Regions from separate parts of the Mus musculus genome. Here regions 1, 2, 4, 5 and 6 are each linked to region 3. The links are chromatin contacts, called in public HiChIP or PLAC-seq, Micro-C and promoter capture Hi-C maps. All regions are on one chromosome and are shown on one strand. Each heading gives the region's core, a stretch centred on a gene start, on an enhancer-like site or on the middle of the called end of the contact. The rest is flanking DNA. Distances are from core to core; before and after follow the strand shown. Region 1 holds the start of Htt (huntingtin). Region 2 holds the start of Ctbp1 (C-terminal binding protein 1). Region 3 holds the start of Nat8l (N-acetyltransferase 8-like). Region 4 holds the start of Add1 (adducin 1 (alpha)). Region 5 holds the start of Nkx1-1 (NK1 homeobox 1). Region 6 holds the start of Slc5a1 (solute carrier family 5 (sodium/glucose cotransporter), member 1).

Evidence for each region. Promoter capture Hi-C pulls out the DNA fragments that hold promoters and counts their contacts. Hi-C and Micro-C count contacts between places; a contact is called where the count stands out from the background. HiChIP or PLAC-seq counts read pairs in DNA pulled down with a chosen protein or histone mark.
Region 1: a Micro-C map of embryonic stem cells shows a contact between it and region 3, with 4 times the contacts expected there. The contact joins the promoter of Htt here to the promoter of Nat8l in region 3. A contact is called at or near these places in 3 of 39 promoter capture datasets (the 3T3-L1 cell line, cranial neural crest and hippocampal neurons), 1 of 484 Hi-C or Micro-C datasets (embryonic stem cells), 3 of 115 datasets of contacts at active chromatin or transcription factors (astrocytes, embryonic stem cells and pancreatic cancer cells) and 1 of 9 other capture datasets (embryonic stem cells).
Region 2: a Micro-C map of embryonic stem cells shows a contact between it and region 3, with 6 times the contacts expected there. The contact joins the promoter of Ctbp1 here to the promoter of Nat8l in region 3. A contact is called at or near these places in 1 of 39 promoter capture datasets (liver) and 1 of 484 Hi-C or Micro-C datasets (embryonic stem cells).
Region 4: a contact with region 3 is called in an H3K4me3 HiChIP or PLAC-seq map of embryonic forebrain, with 4 times the contacts expected there. The contact joins the promoter of Add1 here to the promoter of Nat8l in region 3. A contact is called at or near these places in 1 of 484 Hi-C or Micro-C datasets (cortical neurons), 5 of 115 datasets of contacts at active chromatin or transcription factors (VIP interneurons, astrocytes, embryonic forebrain and 2 more) and 1 of 9 other capture datasets (adipose tissue).
Region 5: a Micro-C map of embryonic stem cells shows a contact between it and region 3, with 2.2 times the contacts expected there. The contact joins the promoter of Nkx1-1 here to the promoter of Nat8l in region 3. A contact is called at or near these places in 5 of 39 promoter capture datasets (embryonic stem cells, hematopoietic stem and progenitor cells and liver), 7 of 484 Hi-C or Micro-C datasets (all in embryonic stem cells) and 3 of 115 datasets of contacts at active chromatin or transcription factors (all in embryonic stem cells).
Region 6: a contact with region 3 is called in a promoter capture Hi-C map of embryonic stem cells, with 6 times the contacts expected there. The contact joins the promoter of Slc5a1 here to the promoter of Nat8l in region 3. A contact is called at or near these places in 2 of 39 promoter capture datasets (embryonic stem cells and liver).

The regions. Positions count from the first base shown.
Region 1 is chr5:34,760,278-34,763,021 of GRCm38.p6, forward strand. Htt (huntingtin) reads left to right here and starts at 1,463. Exons shown (of 67, transcript NM_010414.3): 1 at 1,463-1,832. The coding sequence starts at 1,630.
Region 2 is chr5:33,273,626-33,276,325 of GRCm38.p6, forward strand. It overlaps Ctbp1 (C-terminal binding protein 1), which reads right to left and starts at 1,379. Exons shown (of 10, transcript NM_001198861.1): 1 at 1,154-1,379.
Region 3 is chr5:33,994,518-33,997,247 of GRCm38.p6, forward strand. Nat8l (N-acetyltransferase 8-like) reads left to right here and starts at 1,467. Exons shown (of 3, transcript NM_001001985.3): 1 at 1,467-2,693. The coding sequence starts at 2,327.
Region 4 is chr5:34,572,331-34,575,036 of GRCm38.p6, forward strand. It overlaps Add1 (adducin 1 (alpha)), which reads left to right and starts at 1,334. Exons shown (of 16, transcript NM_001331082.1): 1 at 1,334-1,583. It overlaps Mir7036b (microRNA 7036b), which reads left to right and starts at 1,821; the gene lies at 1,821-1,883.
Region 5 is chr5:33,432,727-33,435,426 of GRCm38.p6, forward strand. Nkx1-1 (NK1 homeobox 1) reads right to left here and starts at 1,364. Exons shown (of 2, transcript NM_011320.1): 1 at 899-1,364. The coding sequence starts at 1,364.
Region 6 is chr5:33,102,944-33,105,643 of GRCm38.p6, forward strand. Slc5a1 (solute carrier family 5 (sodium/glucose cotransporter), member 1) reads left to right here and starts at 1,276. Exons shown (of 15, transcript NM_019810.4): 1 at 1,276-1,648. The coding sequence starts at 1,514.

The sequences.
Region 1 (2,744 bases), core at 213-2,712, 770 kb after region 3:
CCTACAGTAACAGTGTTGGTTTCTGTATACTTGGCCATTTCGAGAAAATGGAGTGCCTTATGGCCATGGAATAGGGCATTTGATTCTTACAGGTAGCCTGAAGCTTCATTGGGTTTCTCACTGCATGGATCACCTCCAGACAGCTTTTTCTGAAGCCGGAACGGTTTTGTTTGTTTGTTTGAGACAGGGTTTCTATGTAGCTCTGGCTGTCCTGGAACTCACTTTGTAGAACAGGCTGACCTATAACTCAGAGATCTGCCTGCCTCTGCCTCCAGACTGCTGAGATTAAAGGTGTGTTCTATCACTGCTTGGCTTTTTCCTTTTCCTTTTTCTTTTGAGACAAGTTCTGATACAGCCCATGCTGACTTGAATTCACTATGAAGCCAAGGAAAACCTGGAACTCCTGATCCTCGTTCTACCTGCAGAGTACATGATTACCACCCCTGGTTTATAAAATGCAGGGATTGAACTCAGAGCTTCGTGCATGCTACTCAAAAAGCATTCTACAAGTGCTGTGATTAAAGGCATGCACCACCATGCCCGGTTGAAGCCAACACTTTTTGCTGGGCAGACTGCAGGGGCAGCTTGGGTGTATCCACACCATTTTCAGCTTCCTGCTTTAATTGCTCACCTTTGGGAGATGGAGGCTCTAGAGACAAGGACTTCAGCGCTGGTGGCAATGAGACCCCTTGTAGGTCCTGGCTGGTTGCCACAGCACTTTCCAGGGTCCGTGTCTCAATGTAGAGTGTGTGACCAAAGTTGCATGAAACACAGCCTTTCTTTGGACAGTAACTACTGCTGCCTGCCTGAAACCCTTTCTCAGCCTTCGCTGCCTGCTTGAAACCCTTTCTCAGCCTTCTCTACTGCAGACACTTCTGGGGCTTCGGGGTCCACGGATCATAAAGGGTTCTTTGGTCCTGAATACAGGTCACTCTGGTTCCCTTCTCATTGCAGGGAGCTCCCAGCACGCTGCGTTCGGGAAGCTCAGGCCACCACCTGGCTTGTGGAAGAGAGAGCTGCTTTGGGTTTCGGGTTCCGAGCTCCACAATCGCTTTCCCGGTGACTCCAGGTGTAGGGTGGCTTTACGCAGGAAAATTTCTTCGCTGTCATTCCCCTTTCCAACCTTTTCTTCCTTCCGGGTCTCCCCAACTCCTCTGCCCACCTCCTCACTTCTTTTCTATCGCTGGTGCCAGGGAGCCGCCCTAAAGCCCACTCTCCGCTCAGCTCCGTCCCTCATCTAGCAGCCCGCCCCGCCCACCTCATCCTCTTGCTTGGCCCTCTTCACTAAGGGGGGCTGGCTTTTGCGGGAAGGGGCGGGGCCACATCGGCGGGGCGGAGAGTCTTAAACTAGCAGAGGCCCCGCAGGCCTGCGTCCTGACTTCGGGAAAGAGGACGACGCATCCGCCTGTCAATTCTGCGGGTCTGGCGTGGCCTCGTCTCCGCCGGCATGACGTCACGGGACGCACTCGCCGCGAGGGTTGCCGGGACGGGCCCAAGATGGCTGAGCGCCTTGGTTCCGCTTCTGCCTGCCGCGCAGAGCCCCATTCATTGCCTTGCTGCTAAGTGGCGCCGCGTAGTGCCAGTAGGCTCCAAGTCTTCAGGGTCTGTCCCATCGGGCAGGAAGCCGTCATGGCAACCCTGGAAAAGCTGATGAAGGCTTTCGAGTCGCTCAAGTCGTTTCAGCAGCAACAGCAGCAGCAGCCACCGCCGCAGGCGCCGCCGCCACCGCCGCCGCCGCCTCCGCCTCAACCCCCTCAGCCGCCGCCTCAGGGGCAGCCGCCGCCGCCACCACCGCCGCTGCCAGGTCCGGCAGAGGAACCGCTGCACCGACCGTGAGTCCGGGCGCCGCAGCTCCCGCCCGGGCCCCGCGCCCCTGGCCTGCGTGCTGGGCATGGCCAACACTGTTCCCTGTCCAGAGGGTCGCGGTACCTCCCTGAGGCCAGGCTTTCCCGGCCCGGGCCCTCGTCTTGCGGGGTCTCTGGCCTCCCTCAGAGGAGACAGAGCCGGGTCAGGCCAGCCAGGGACTCGCTGAGGGGCGTCACGACTCCAGTGCCTTCGCCGTTCCCAGTTTGCGAAGTTAGGGAACGAACTTGTTTCTCTCTTCTGGAGAAACTGGGGCGGTGGCGCACATGACTGTTGTGAAGAGAACTTGGAGAGGCAGAGATCTCTAGGGTTACCTCCTCATCAGGCCTAAGAGCTGGGAGTGCAGGACAGCGTGAGAGATGTGCGGGTAGTGGATGACATAATGCTTTTAGGAGGTCTCGGCGGGAGTGCTGAGGGCGGGGGAGTGTGAACGCATCCAATGGGATATTCTTTTTCCAAGTGACACTTGAAGCAGCCTGTGACTCGAGGCACTTCGTACTCTCCTGGCGTTTCATTTAGTTTGTGGTGTAGTGTAGTTAAACCAGGTTTTAAGCATAGCCAGAGAGGTGTGCTTCTGTGTGTCTGCAGGCAGTTGGATGAGTTGTATTTGTCAAGTACATGGTGAGTTACTTAGGTGTGATTATTAATAAAAAACTATATGTGTGCATATATATGAAAGAGTCGACTTATACTTAACTGCCTATCGATTTTTTGTTCTATATAAAACGGATACATTGGTGGTGCTCAGTTTTCACCGGGGAATGAATTTTACTAGTGTTGCAGACAGGCTTGTTTTAGAACATAGGCCACTCTGACTCTGACTTTGTGCCAGTAAAAGTTCCTGTTTAGTTCTTTGCTGACATCTTATAGATCTTTGGAAG
Region 2 (2,700 bases), core at 129-2,628, 720 kb before region 3:
ATGGGAAATTTGGACTATAACCCTGCTGGTTTGGGTGCAGAGCCTCTTCCTACAAAAGTGTGTGTGTGTGTGTGTGTGTGTGTGTGTGTATACACATGAGCCTCCAGGGAGTTCAGCTCTGAAGAGGTGCAGTGTAGGGGAGGAGTACCCACCACCAGTCCAGGATGAAGGCAGGCCTGGAGGGCCTTACCCCGCCACACCCTGAAACAAACTGACAGGATCTGCAAAATGGCCTTGTGTGATAAGAGGTATAGTGGGCCATCACAGGGCGCCTCCCTTTTTCCCTCCTGCCTACAGTTCCTTATTTCCTGCTGGCAGCACACGCTGCGAGGATTCATCCCCTGCCAGCTTTCAGGCTATAAGGAAGAAGGCAGTGCCCTTGTGAGAACAGAGCTGGGGGTCAAGCCGTGTGGTCATTAAAGTGGAAGCGCCAAAGAGAGGGACACTGTAGGGCACTTGGACGGTGGGCAAAAGGCTCCTCCCTAATCCGAAACCTCTCGGCTGCCCCGCCCGAAGGTGGGGTCGTCTTCGCTGCGCGTGCGCCAGGCTACGCGGCCAGGGAACGCAGCCAAGGAAGGACTGCCCTCCACAGGCAGGACCCCTGTGGCTTAAGGACTTTCATAAATGAATAAAAAAAAACGTAAGTGGTCCAAATCCAGGTGCCAAGCTGAGCATCACTAAGTCGACCAGAGGGGTGATAGGCATGTAGGCCACCCATGTTCCCTCAGCGCCACCTCTAGAGACTACCCGCTCCCGGATCTGCCGACCCGAGGCCCATGCGGAATCCGCAGGCTCGTCACTCCGGGAACACCTAGGTCCCGGCTGGGTGTCCACGAGAAGGATCCTCGCGGGACCCCGGGCCAGGAAGACAGGCCCGGCTCGGTCACAGTCTGGGTCGCACCACCACAGGCCCCTTTGTCACCTGCGCGGGTCGCGAGCGGGCATCGGAAAATAGGGACGCGCACGCGCGTGCAGCAGTTCGCGCATGCGCATCACCCGTTGGCCTCCTGGGTTTCTCCCCCCCAACCAGGCGCGCGCGCAGCGAGCGCGCACGCGCACTCGCACACAAAGCCAGCGCCGCGCGCGCCCGGCCGCCCCGCCCCCGCCCCTCCACCCCCCGCCCGCAGCCGGAAATGCGCGCGCGCGGCCTTACCCAGCGGCAGGCCCTTGTTGAGCAAGTGGGAGCTGCCCATTGAAAGGTGCGGGTGGCCGCGGGCCCCGATGAGTCCGGCGCTCTCCGCCGCCGCGAGCCCTGCGCCTGGGGCGGCTTCGGCGCAGTCTGCTACTCCGCCCGGCCGCCTGCGCCCGGCCACCGCCGTGCCGAGCCGCCACCGCGCCGCCAGCCGCGCTCCGACCGACGAGCGGGCGGGGACACGCGGCGCGCGCGCGCGGGCGTGGCCTCGGTTGGTCTGCTGTTTGCAGGCAAGGCGGCGCGCTGGACGTACGCGGGCGGCTCAGGGGCCCAGCTGCCCGCCGGCCCGACGCTCGGCCCCCACCCCCAGCGCCCCTCCCAGGCTGGATTCCCTTCCTGGACACGCCCCCAGCTGTACCCGCCCCCGGCCTCCCCTCCCCTGCGCGTACCCCGGACTGCGCCCCTGCCACTCCTTGGCGCGGTGACCTGGGCCGGAGCCTGAGTGGTGAAGCAGCCCATCCGCGTGGGGCGCTACCAGTCTAGTCGCCGGGGCCTCAAGAGGACAGCGAGAGCGGTTCACTCGGCCCCTTGTGCGCTAGAGCTGGGGCCGCGGACCCAGGACCCAGGAGCTGGACAGCGCCCCAGCCAGGGAAAGTGATCTGTGCGCAGGGACAGATGCCCGCTGGCCACCCCAGAGTAAGCGACTGACTGTTGGTGGGACTGTCAGACAGGCGTAGCGAGGGATACCGCTTAGCTGTTAAAAAAAATAAAAATAAAAAAAAATAAAATAAAATAAAATAATAATAATAATTAATAATAATAATAATAATAACATCACGGGAACAGTCCAAACTGAAGGATGCTGAAGGCCATATGGTTACGAGTTTTGAAAATCAAATCTTTGAGAAAGGTGGGCAGTATCAATGAGGGATGACAAGGGCCTGGGCATCTGTTTACAGAAAAAATGCTTTGAAAATACCTTCCAATTCCATCTATTGGCAGACATGGATGGAGAAAAAGATCTAACAGGTGGAGTCTCAAACCTGCTACAGTATTTCCTAAATAGACTGAGGGCTAGGGGGGAAAGCCAGCAGATGTACACTTTCCCTTAATCCCCACCCCTATCCTGGACTGTCTCTCCTGGTCTGTTCCAGTTTTCTCGAGCTGCAGGTGACTCCCTACAGATCCATCCAAAGGGCTCCTCCCAGTTGTTCCATCCTAACATAGCAACTCCATGGCAGAGTGACACCTCCTATTCCTTCTCAGGCTGCCCAAATTCCCACTTTTTCTTGCACATTGTGACTAGGACCACCACATCACTCCATCCTTGTGAGGGATTATATCAGGGCTTGTATAAAAACCCTTAGGGCTCAAAAGATGGCCTAATAGGCCATCACTTGAAAGAGGCACATTGGACTTGCAAACTTTATATGCCCCAGTACAGGGGAACGCCAGGGCCAAAAAGGGGGAGTGGGTGGGTAGGAGAGTGGGGGGGGTGTGGGTATTGGGGACTTTTGGTATAGCATTGGAAATGTAAATGTGCTAAATACCTAATAAAAAAATGGAAA
Region 3 (2,730 bases), core at 217-2,716:
GGCTGCCCTATTAAGGAAGCATTCCTAACCCATGAATGTTCAGGTGTAGGGTCCAGGGCACCCGTCCCCACTCTGTCTCTGAAATCTTGATAGACGTCTTTACCCCTGCCAGGCTGTAGGCAGGCACTTCTAGGCTCCTGGAAGGTGCATTCAGCTGCAGGATGTGAGGAAGCCAAGCTGGGTCTCCTGAGTCTTCCTACACACCCAGGCAGAGGAGTGTGTAAGCCATCGTGGGGAGCTCGGGAGAGGTAGAGTGGCTCTAGGCTGCTGCTTTATTAAAGAGGACCTTGATGCCACCCAGGAATGGCCTAAGGGAGAACGGCAGAGGGCGCCCCACGACAGGAAGGAGGAACAGGGCTAAACAGGGCCATGGATTGTCCTGCTGTCTGCGCAACTCCTAGGGTAGTATCTTTAAGTCTCCAAGACCCTGGGCTCCAGTCTTGGCCCCTTCACGCTTTCAGACGGTTCCGATGTGTTGGTTATAGCGCAGGCCACCATCATGGCCATGGGGGCGGGGGCGGGGTGGGCAAATGATTATAGGAGGACCGGGGCAATGGAAGGAATGGTTAGGCAGACCAGGGAATGGGTGCTCTGCAGAACTGAGGGGGATTCTGGTCGCGCTGATGTGAGTCTTGCAAATCCCCTAGGCCCGGAGGTGCAGAAAGACGAAGGAGCAACTCTGGTCAGGGGTGTGGAGAGATACCCTATAGGCACCGGACCATTTTGTTGCTTCTAAGGCTTACAGGCTTCAGTGACCCGCAAACCTAGGGTCCTGAGTCAGAACTTCTTGGCTCCACCAGATGGGTCCTCAATGCTCAGCCTCACTTTCCTCGGGGCCCTTCTGCCTGACTGTCCTCAGCCCTTACAGGCCGGCACTGGTCCTGCAGACCACCCAGCCAACCTCGGGACTCAGGAGAAGTCAATGTGGCTAGTCGGTGCCCCGGCCTGTTCAGATACTATCAGTGAGTTCCTTTGAAATATTGAGAGATTTAGCATCAGTGTCCAGGAAGGTCGCCTCTGGGACCCAGATAAGTCCCACTCCCCCGCCCCCGTGTCTCGAAAACAGTGAGGAAAATCCTCTCTAGCCTGACCCTCTCCTTCTCAGTCCCCTTGTGCTGACAACCCTGGCTGTTTGATTACCCTACTCCCAGGTTCCATTTGCGAGACAGGCCCCTTCAGTCTCTAGGTGACCTTAGCCGTTCTGCTGGCTCCAACAATGGTGCGGCATAACGCAGACTGAGGGTCCTCCGGCCCGGAGAGGGTCTCCGCGAGCACGAGGATGATTCGGCTTTGGGGGTGCCCATTCCCGTGACCTAGGAAAGTGGATATGCCACTACGCATTCCCCACTCCATGCGCGCCCTGTCTGCTGCGTCTGCACGTCTTGCTCCGGGGGACTGTGAGACCGCGGCTCTGAAGCGAGCCCCCGCTGCACCTGCACCAAGGCCACGGGGCGCATGCGCGGACCGCGGAAGGCGGGGGCCGAGCCGGGAGGGGTCCTGCAATTCCGCAGGTCCGCTGCCGGGAACGGTCGGGTGTCAGATTGGAGTGGGGTGGGGTTCGGCTGTCAGGCAGCGCGTGCATCAAACCACATTTCAGCCGCGTCCTCACTCTCTCAGTCCGTTCGGCCCCGGCCGCGGGCTCGGAGGGCGCCTGCCAAAGGAACACGGGGCCCCTCACGAGGACTTCGGCCGGGCGCCGCGTACAGACAAAGGGGTGGGAGATGGAGACACTTCCGTGATTACTGCCAGCGGCCGCGGAAGAAGAGGACGCTTTGCTGCAGGAACGCAGGTCCGAGCGCAGCGGCAGCTTTGCGGGAGCTCAGGGGCGGGGTAGGAGGCGTCCATCACTCTCCGACCTCCTGGCGAGCCTCAAGCCCCTTACGCAGCGCCTCTCTGAGCACCCTGTCCCTGCTGTCGTTCACTGAGGACCACTTCCTCGCACGCTCTCCGTTCGGCCCCTCCGTGCTCCCGCGGTCCGCCAGCCACGCAGCCCAAGTGTGCCATCGGGCGGGCGCAGAGGCGGCGTCTGCTCCCACCCCCGAGATCACATGGTGACCCTCGGCAGCCAATGCAGTGGACGCTAGGACCCTGCGGGACCCCGGGCGCCGCGACTGCACCGGCGCCGCTGCATTATAAATACTTCTCCAAAATGCGGCGCAGCTCCCTGCGCGCGCCCCGGCCGCCCGCCGCCTCCGCCCTGCGCCCCTGAGCCGCTGCCGCCGCCGCTGCCGCCGCGGGTCCGAGGGCGCCGCGCCCTTGCCCTGGGCTCGGGCTCTGCCCGCTGCCGCCGGCTCGCGTCCTCGCGCTGCGCCGCCCGGCCGGGTGCATGCATTGTGGGCCTCCCGACATGGTCTGCGAGACGAAGATCGTGGCTACGGAGGACCATGAGGCACTGCCGGGGGCCAAGAAGGACGCGCTGCTCGTCGCCGCCGGAGCCATGTGGCCCCCGCTGCCCGCCGCGCCCGGGCCGGCCGCCGCACCCCCACCCGCGGCAGGTCCCCAGCCCCACGGAGGCACCGGGGGCGCGGGGCCGCCGGAGGGGCGCGGCGTGTGCATCCGCGAGTTCCGCGCAGCCGAGCAGGAGGCGGCGCGCCGCATCTTCTACGACGGCATCTTGGAGCGCATCCCCAACACGGCTTTCCGCGGCCTGCGGCAGCACCCGCGCACCCAACTGCTCTACGCCCTGCTGGCCGGTCAGTGCGCCGCGGGGGGCGGGGGGCCGGCGGGGCT
Region 4 (2,706 bases), core at 84-2,583, 580 kb after region 3:
ATGTCCGACTCACAGTAGGTCCAATAGGTCCCCGGACACATCCTGTGGTGATTTCCCCAGTTCCAGAATGTATAATTGGGATAGATATACTCAGAAATTGGCAGAATTCTCATATTGGTTCCCTGAACTGTAGAGTGAGGGCTATTATGGTTGGAAAGGCCAAATGGAAGCCTTTAGAGTTGCCTCTGCCAAAGAAAATAGTGAATCAAAAACAGTATCGTATTCCTGGAGGAATTGCAGAAATTACTGCCACTATCAAGGACTTGAAAGATGCAGGGGTGGTGGTTCCCACCACATCTCCGTTTAACTCTCCTATCTGGCCAGTGCAGAAAACAGATGGATCATGGAGAATGACAGTTGATTATCGAAAACTCTCTCTCTTCAGCAAACTTTCACTGGCATTAGACTTGTTGCTGGGTGCTGGAGGATGTCAGAAAAGTCATCTGAGAACAGTCAACATGTAGGGCAAATGTTCCTAGGACAGAGGGTACTGACTGGAATCCACAACCTCTCTGACCCTTATGGGGTCAAACTCAGAGCTCTTGCTGTGAGGATCGGTTTGTTTTTGTTTTTTGAGACAGGGTTTCTCCGTGTATGTAGCCCTGACTGTCCTGGAACTCACTTTGTAGACCAGGCTGGCCTCGAACTCAGAATCCACCTGCCTCTGCCTCCCAAGTGCTGGGATTAAAGGCGTGCGCCACCACGCCTGGCTGAGGAGAGGCTTGGATACACACTTCTGTCACTTGAGCCAGGCTCGAGGCTTCAACCTTTAATGGTTTGAAGGGAACCAGGAGCGGGACCCCTTTGTTTCCTTTGGGTCTTTTAGGATTCAGTTGACAGGAGAGACAGTAGGGACTTGATCCTTAGGTTAGTTTACCAGGTCGCTGCCAGGTGGACTGGTTCTGCCAAGGCCTCACCTAGCCTCATTCCCTGCCTCTGAAGAGGCCTCGGTGTTTGTTAATCCACTGTCATCCGGCGGGCCCTTCCTGTCTGTGGAGCTTTATCAGAGCACACACAGACATCTCAGTCCTGACTCCACCCTGATTGACAGCCCAGTCTCCCAAACTGCCTACTGATCTTCTCGCCTGAAGCGCACCTAGACCGTGTCCGTTCGCAGTCAGTTTGTGGGTCTGACCGTCTCAGTGGGAGAACTAGCGTTCCTGTGAGCAGGTGCACCAGCCCGCCGTCCCGGACGCAGCCAAAGCGACCCCTAATCCCACTGTGACACCGCCTTCAGCCGGAGGCCGGAGTCTACCCTTCTCTCCGCCTCCCAGGGCCCCGCCCTTCTCCGGGCCTGCCCCTTGCTTAAGATTGACCAATAACAGAGAGTAGTGCTGGACGGCGGTAGGGCGTTCAGACCAATGGGGCTGTGCATTGTTGGGCCGCAGCGCCGCAGGCCGCACCCAGCTTGGCGGCGGGGGCGAGTAGAGGGGTGAGGGTTGAGGGCGGGAGAGGACGAGGGCTGCTGCAGGCGGCGGGGGGTGCGCGGCAGCCAGGGGGCGGAGCCCAGCGCGAGCCGCAGGCGAGGCGGCGGCCGCACTCGGACCCGGGAAGCCGTGCTCTCTCCCCGATTCTCCGCGGAGGTGAGGCCCGGGAGCGCGGCGAGGTCTCCGGGGCCCCCAGCGGGCGTAGGGCAGGGGCGGCGGTGCTGGGCGGGCAGGGCAGGGCTGGGCAGGGCCCGGGGCCTCTGGGGCGCCTCTGGTGCGCTGAGGAGGGCGCGGCTAGGTCGCTGCGGCGCGGGGTGCCCGGGGTCTAGGTGCTTGCCTCCGAGTGCGGGGGCGAGGACACTGCATCGTCGCTTCCCAGGATGGCCCGGACGGACGCGGGGTTCTCTGTGGAAGCGGCTTGCTCGGCTCTGAGCTTCCTGGTGGGCCTCGGGGTCCTCCCGGGTCAGCATTGTGCTAATGGTGGCTCCAAATGCTGGTCACTGCAGAGATTGTGGAAAGGTGCATCTGGGTTCCGCTTGTCGGCTCTTTTAAAAACTGACACCTTCTGCCCCAAGAGAAAAAAGCCAGCTCTGTCCACGGATGGTAGTAATGAGGTGGTCGTGGAACTTCCTGGAGATGGGGCTTGCCTTTCCTCTCTGTTTTATCGTTCAGACCTCTTCCTAAAAACACTTCGTTTTTATAATTCAGTTCCTGGTTCAAGGTATTTGGTAGATGAGTTGTGTTTGTTTTATGCACACCCATCTTAAAAATAAATATTTTGGTTCACCTGAAACTGCTGTTGTTTTGACCATGATTTTAGGCCTAACGTTGTTAAACTCCCAAAGACCAAGAACAAAGCTAAAATCTGTCTATGCATAACTGCTCAAGAATTTCAGAGAGATTGTGTGTTTGTCAAAAGTGGGTTGAAATCTCAGTCGGGATAGGAACTAGATTGCTAAGGGATCCGCTATGTCTCCTTTGCAAGCAAGCTGGGAGTCGTGGGTGGACTCAACAGGCTCCAGAGAGGAAGGAGGTTGCAGGTCGGAGGTGAGTTTTATGCGGGTGGGATTCTAAAAATCGCAGTCTTTAATTAAAGCCAGTGACGTAGGGATCACATTTTAATTCTAAAACTTTGCTATGCTTCGTCAATTCGCAGCCCAGAATGGTCTGGAACTGAAAATTTCTGCCTCTGCCCCTAGTTCTAGGATTACCTTGAGGTTGACACCACACCCTGATAGTAAAGTTGTTTTTTGAGGAAGTATGAATGGTGTTGACCTTC
Region 5 (2,700 bases), core at 114-2,613, 560 kb before region 3:
CCCTACACAGCTCCAGCAGGCAGCCGCGAGTTCCTCGTAGACCAACCCCTTGGCGGAGAGAGGGGTCCAACTGCAGCCTGCATGGCCTGCCCTTCCTCTCTCTAGGAACGGAAGGTCAATGCAACCGCGTTGGTAGAGCTGGCGGCCCCAGTCCAGTTCTCCCTGAGCGTTCTGGTCCATGAGAGGCGCAGGGGCCAAGAAGTTAGAGGAGGACGGGGGAGGGGCACAAAAAGCAATCAGGAGCTGGTCGAATGCAATTCGCGATCAATAGCGGCCCCTAATAAGTGTAATAGGTTTTAATCGAGTAATTATCCGAATTTTGACCCTATAATTTAGATGTTCGGGGGGAGTTTGCAAGGTGCTTGAAAGAGATATGCATGCGCCGTAATGGGATATCGACCGCAAAGGGGGCGCGGGCCGCCCCATTACCGGCCGCTTTCCGCCGCTAAGCACATTTCCCTTTAACTGTAATCGAAGGGATTTAATTGTTTTTCCAGAGATAACCAGCGTTTTGTCACAATTAGTCTGATTTGTCCAAAGGGGGAGGGCCGGGAAGGCCACGGTGGGGGTGGGTAAGTCACCAAGTCAGTCGCCGCATGTCCCTTTGCCTCCAGCACCAACTACCCTCCAACACCAAAGATTGACTAGATGAATCCTGGACCGTAGTCGCAACCCCAAGGCCCCAGATTTGGCCCAACAGAACCTTTCCAGAAGCGTGCAGCAGTGAGGGCCCTAGAGTCCGGGTCGGGAGGAGGCCACGGATGCTTGGGGCGGACCCCGCGCTCTGCGAACTTTCCACAGAGCCCGGCGGCGCTTGGGTCAGGCCCAGCTCGCCGGGAGCATAAACATTCCGGAGCAGTCGGTGTCCTCGCCCCTATCACCAACCCCTTATACTCACTTGTAGGCTCAGCTCCCGCGGCCGCTGCGACTCCTGTGGCGGCGGAGAGGGCTCGGCGTTCTAGCTCTGCGCGCGGCGAACGTCCGGAGGCAGCGGGGACCGCGACGCACGCGGCCGGGGCGCATGGGGCACACGTAGCGGGCACCACAGGGCCCAGTAGCACGCAGCGGCGTCTCCTACTGTTGAACTTGTTGGGATCTAGGATGTCCAACACGGAGAAGGAGGTGGGGCGCGGGGGCGCGGCGGGCCGGGCCGCTCCAGCCCCCTCTGGCACCGCGGGAACAGTGTCGCTGGCCGCGAGCGGTGGCACTCCAGCCCGGGGAAAGATGGGCAGCTCAGCTCGTCCGTCCATAGTGTCCCGAGCTGTAGCCGCAGGAGCCGGCGGTGCGGGCCCCGAGCCGGGCCCGGGCGGTGGCGGTGGCAGCGCGGGGACGTCCCCGGGTGCCGCCGGGCCGCTGGTACTCATGCGGGCCTCGGGCCGCTCAGGCGGCTCGGGCCCCCGCTACCTACTGGGATCCCATCCCTGCGCCCCGCAAAATCAGCCTCAGCCCAGCTGTTCCCGCTCTGCTGGTGCTGCCTGGCCTTGCCTCCGCCACCGCTTCAGGCGCCCGCCGCGCCGGGCCAGTGCATTTATGGCGGCCCCGCCGGAGGCGCCCACGCGCCCACACGCCGCACACACGTGCGCCCGCAGGCGGCCGCAGGGTTCCGCTTCCCTCGTTAGCGCTCACGCCTAATTGGCTGCGAACGGTCCCAAGCGGAGTAGGCGGGCCCGGTACGGGACTCACGGACTGAGCCGCAGAGACGGACAGACAGACGCCCTGCCCGGAGCCAGAGCACAGTCCACTGGAGGCTGGGGTGCTCAGCACCGTGCCGCTGCGCCTCCGCGGGGCTGGAAACTGCGTGCCCGCCTCCTTGGCGAAGGGGGAGGAGACAGTCGCCTTTTAAATAATTGCGGGATCAGTTGGCTGTGGAGGGCTGCAGAGGCCCCAGGACGTGGGAACCCACGCGCCCCGAGTTGGCCTGGACATCCCAGCTCAGGGTACCGCTAAGGCAGGTCTCTCCTGCTGCCGTGGCACGCGGGGTTCTGGGCTATCCTGGCACCAGGGGCTCTCGCGCCTTCCGCTGCTAGGACGGAAAGGGAGAGAGGGGTTCTTGCGGGTTCTGAGTCTCTCCAGGGTCTTCAGCCCCTTGTGGGGCGTGTTCCCAGAGTTTCGGTTTCCGCTGCCCTCGATTGCTGTTTTTCCGCGTCTGGAGCAATCTGGTCAGAATCTCTGTCCCTCCATCCTCACTGGCTTTGACTCCCGCCCCCTTGGCTGGATCAAATTAGGGACGACTCGAAATCCCCCGCAAGAGGCGGGGCTGGCGCCCGCGAGTGACGCTCATTAGAAGTGGAATCGAAATGAGTAGGGCTAGACGGCCGTCCTAGTCCCCGCCCCCCCCCCAAAGGGTGACCGAAAAATCGCACAAATAGCAGGTGGCCTACATAAAGATCGATACCCTTCATGTAACGGGAAAATATGTGTTTCTTCCAGAAATAATACGGAAACTGTCCTCTTCCCCATCCCTAACAAATCAGAAGGGCCGTTTGAGGCCTGAGCGTTTGTGCACCGTCTTGTCCAGTCTGGAGATTTACAGGACAGTCTCGGCGGACGACCTCGGAAGGTCGAGCCCGGCTTTGGAGGATGAGGGTCAGGTAGCCGATGCTTCGCTTCCTAGTTTTCCTCCTCCTCTCGCTCAGGCCAATGAGCTGACCCGCCTCTGAAGGACCCAGGTGGGACCCGGCGATGGAACTGGCGTGCCCA
Region 6 (2,700 bases), core at 26-2,525, 890 kb before region 3:
CGTGCTTCTTCTCTAAAGCTAGTCTGGGACTGGGTTTCTTCAAGTCCTGAAGGGCGGACGCTCTGCACGGGCCGAGGCTGCAGGGCCAGCGCTGCTGTTGGCTCACTGTGTGACTGTGGGTCAGTCATGCTTTCTCTGTTAGTCATTTTTGTTCTGAGCCTGGGCTTCTGGTTCAGGTACCTGTCTGAATGCCCAGGGTGTGATGAGCTCCTTGGCAGAGAGTCTTTGGCATCTTCTCGGCTGTGTGCTCCACTTCACTTTTTTGATTCAGGGTCTTACTATATATACATAGCCCAGTCTCCGGTCAGGATCGCCTTGTCTCTTCTGTCTCCTGAGCACTGGGATCACAGGGGTGTGCTACTGCAACTAGATACCTCTCACACTTTAAACTGGTTTCGGAGCACATTACAAGTTGTCTCTTGCTCTTTGAGGGGGCTTGGTTCCAGGATCCGGTTAATATTGAAATTCAAGTCTTTTACATACAATGGCATAATTATATATATATATACACACATACAACCCACATGTCTTCTCATGTGCTTTAAATCATTTCTAGGTTACTTGTAACACCACGGCATGCAAGCTATGAAACATCACCATACTGTATTGTTTAGAGAATCACAAGGGAAATAGTCGGTACCAGTTCAGTACAAAACTCTTTCCATCCACGGTTGGTTGAATCATTTCAGTGAAGACACAGGACAAAGGAATGGCAGTAGTGGGACCCCTTCTCCCAGGCTGCAGGTGGTTGTTGTTCTTTCTGTGCTCCCTCAGTGGGTAGCTCCCGCAGTGGGTAGCTCCCGCAATTGCTCTTACGGGGGGAACTGCACTGTTTCTAGGGTCTAATGCTGTAGAGGTTCGGGAATGGGTGTCTGTGATGCTGGTGGTCAAGAGATTTGTACTGACTTTCTCCCAGCACCGTCCAGCAGTCTCATCCTCCTGACCATTTCTCCAGGAGACCAAGAACTTGGCTGAGTTCTCTGAGAAGTCCTGCACTCCTCTTTCACAGAGACGGCAGTCCACAAAGATGCCAGGTCTGCTTCAAAAGCACCTGCCGCAGATGGGCCCCAGCCTATAGATGCTTGGCTCCAGGTGCCTCTGGTCCCTCTGTGTAGCAACTCCTTTTCTGCCTCACGTGGGACTCCGTGGCAGACCAGGCGTGGCAACTGTTCGAGGTGCCCACTGCAGGAACACAGAGGACTTTTGTGCCAGGCAGTCACCACCCCTTAGCAGGCCCCTCCCTGCTCACAGAACAGACTTTACCTGCCGGCCAGGCGCCCAGGCGCCCGCAGACTCTCTTGAGCTTTGCTCGGTCTTCTTAAGGCACTGCACACCTAGGAGCTGCTTCCCGACGGTGCGGTGCAGCGCAGCAGCACAGGGGCCCAGCGTTCCTGCCGCGCAGCCCCACTGTCGCGGGTCCCCTCCCTCGGGGCTGATCATTAACTCAAAAGCAGTATAAGGAGTGAGTGGCCCCGGTGAGCCTGTGAGCCGAGAGGGACTCGTCGCCACCGCCATGGACAGTAGCACCTTGAGCCCCGCGGTTACTGCCACCGATGCACCCATCCCGTCCTACGAGCGCATTCGCAATGCGGCTGACATCTCAGTCATCGTCATCTACTTCGTGGTGGTGATGGCTGTCGGGCTGTGGGTATGTGCGGGTCCTGGGCACGGGCTAGAGAGGCCAGGGCGACTGTGTGGCATGAGAGGACACACAAAAATGCCATGGTTTCCCTGAGCCACAAAGGGGCAGGATGGGCTTACAGTGGAGATATCCCGGGAACGCTGGGGAAGAGTTCAGGACACAGGAGGCCTGTAGGTAGGAAGGTAGAGGATGCCGAAGGGAGCCTGTCAGAAAGGCCCTGGAAGATCCTGGGCTGAGGGGGGAAGTAGAGGGTCACAGAGACTAGAATAGAATGTGAGGGACAGGAAAGGCAACTTGGAGCAGCATTGTCTGACCTCTTAATTATCCACTTTCCAATGGGAAAGCAACAGCTGAGAGCCAGGAAGTCATCACCTCTGCAGACTGCAGGTGCTTGGGGCAGCCTATGGCTGACCAATGCCCCCTTCTGGGGAAGGGTAATCCAGAGGTCTTGCATGGTGGAATTAAAGAGGCCATCTGGGGTTAGAGATGAGGAAGGAGCAGGTGAACGGAGAGTGAACTGGTCTCAGGAAGAGGGAAGTATATATATCTCTCCTCTTGGGACTCTGGGACACACCAAACCAGAGAAACTTGTTCTTCAAAGCCTGGAACTTGGAAAGTTCATTTATGATGCTGGCACACCTAACAGCTGGGCAAAGTGTGCAAGCATTTTAGTTACCTCTAAAGGTTGAAGTGTGGAAGAAGCTGGAGTTAGGAAAGGATGGCAGGCATTAACCCTTTCACTAACAGAGCTCCATCAGGGAGTAAAAGGAAACATGGATTTTTTTCTTTTATTTTCAAAAAGAATTGTATAAATCACACATAACAGAAAGGCTCCCCAAGTGTCACTTGCATGGGACCTGTGGGGTGGACGCTTCATCAGTATACCTGGCTTCCTTAACAGTAGCAAGTGTCTAGCATAGGCACCTCGACTACTGCTCTCCTGTGGTTGAACTAAATGATGCAGAGTGAACCTCCCACAGCCTCTGTTCATCCACGTCTGAAATAGACGTGCTTGCATCTATGCCTAGGATCCCCTCCTCCAAATATTGAGAGTTGAG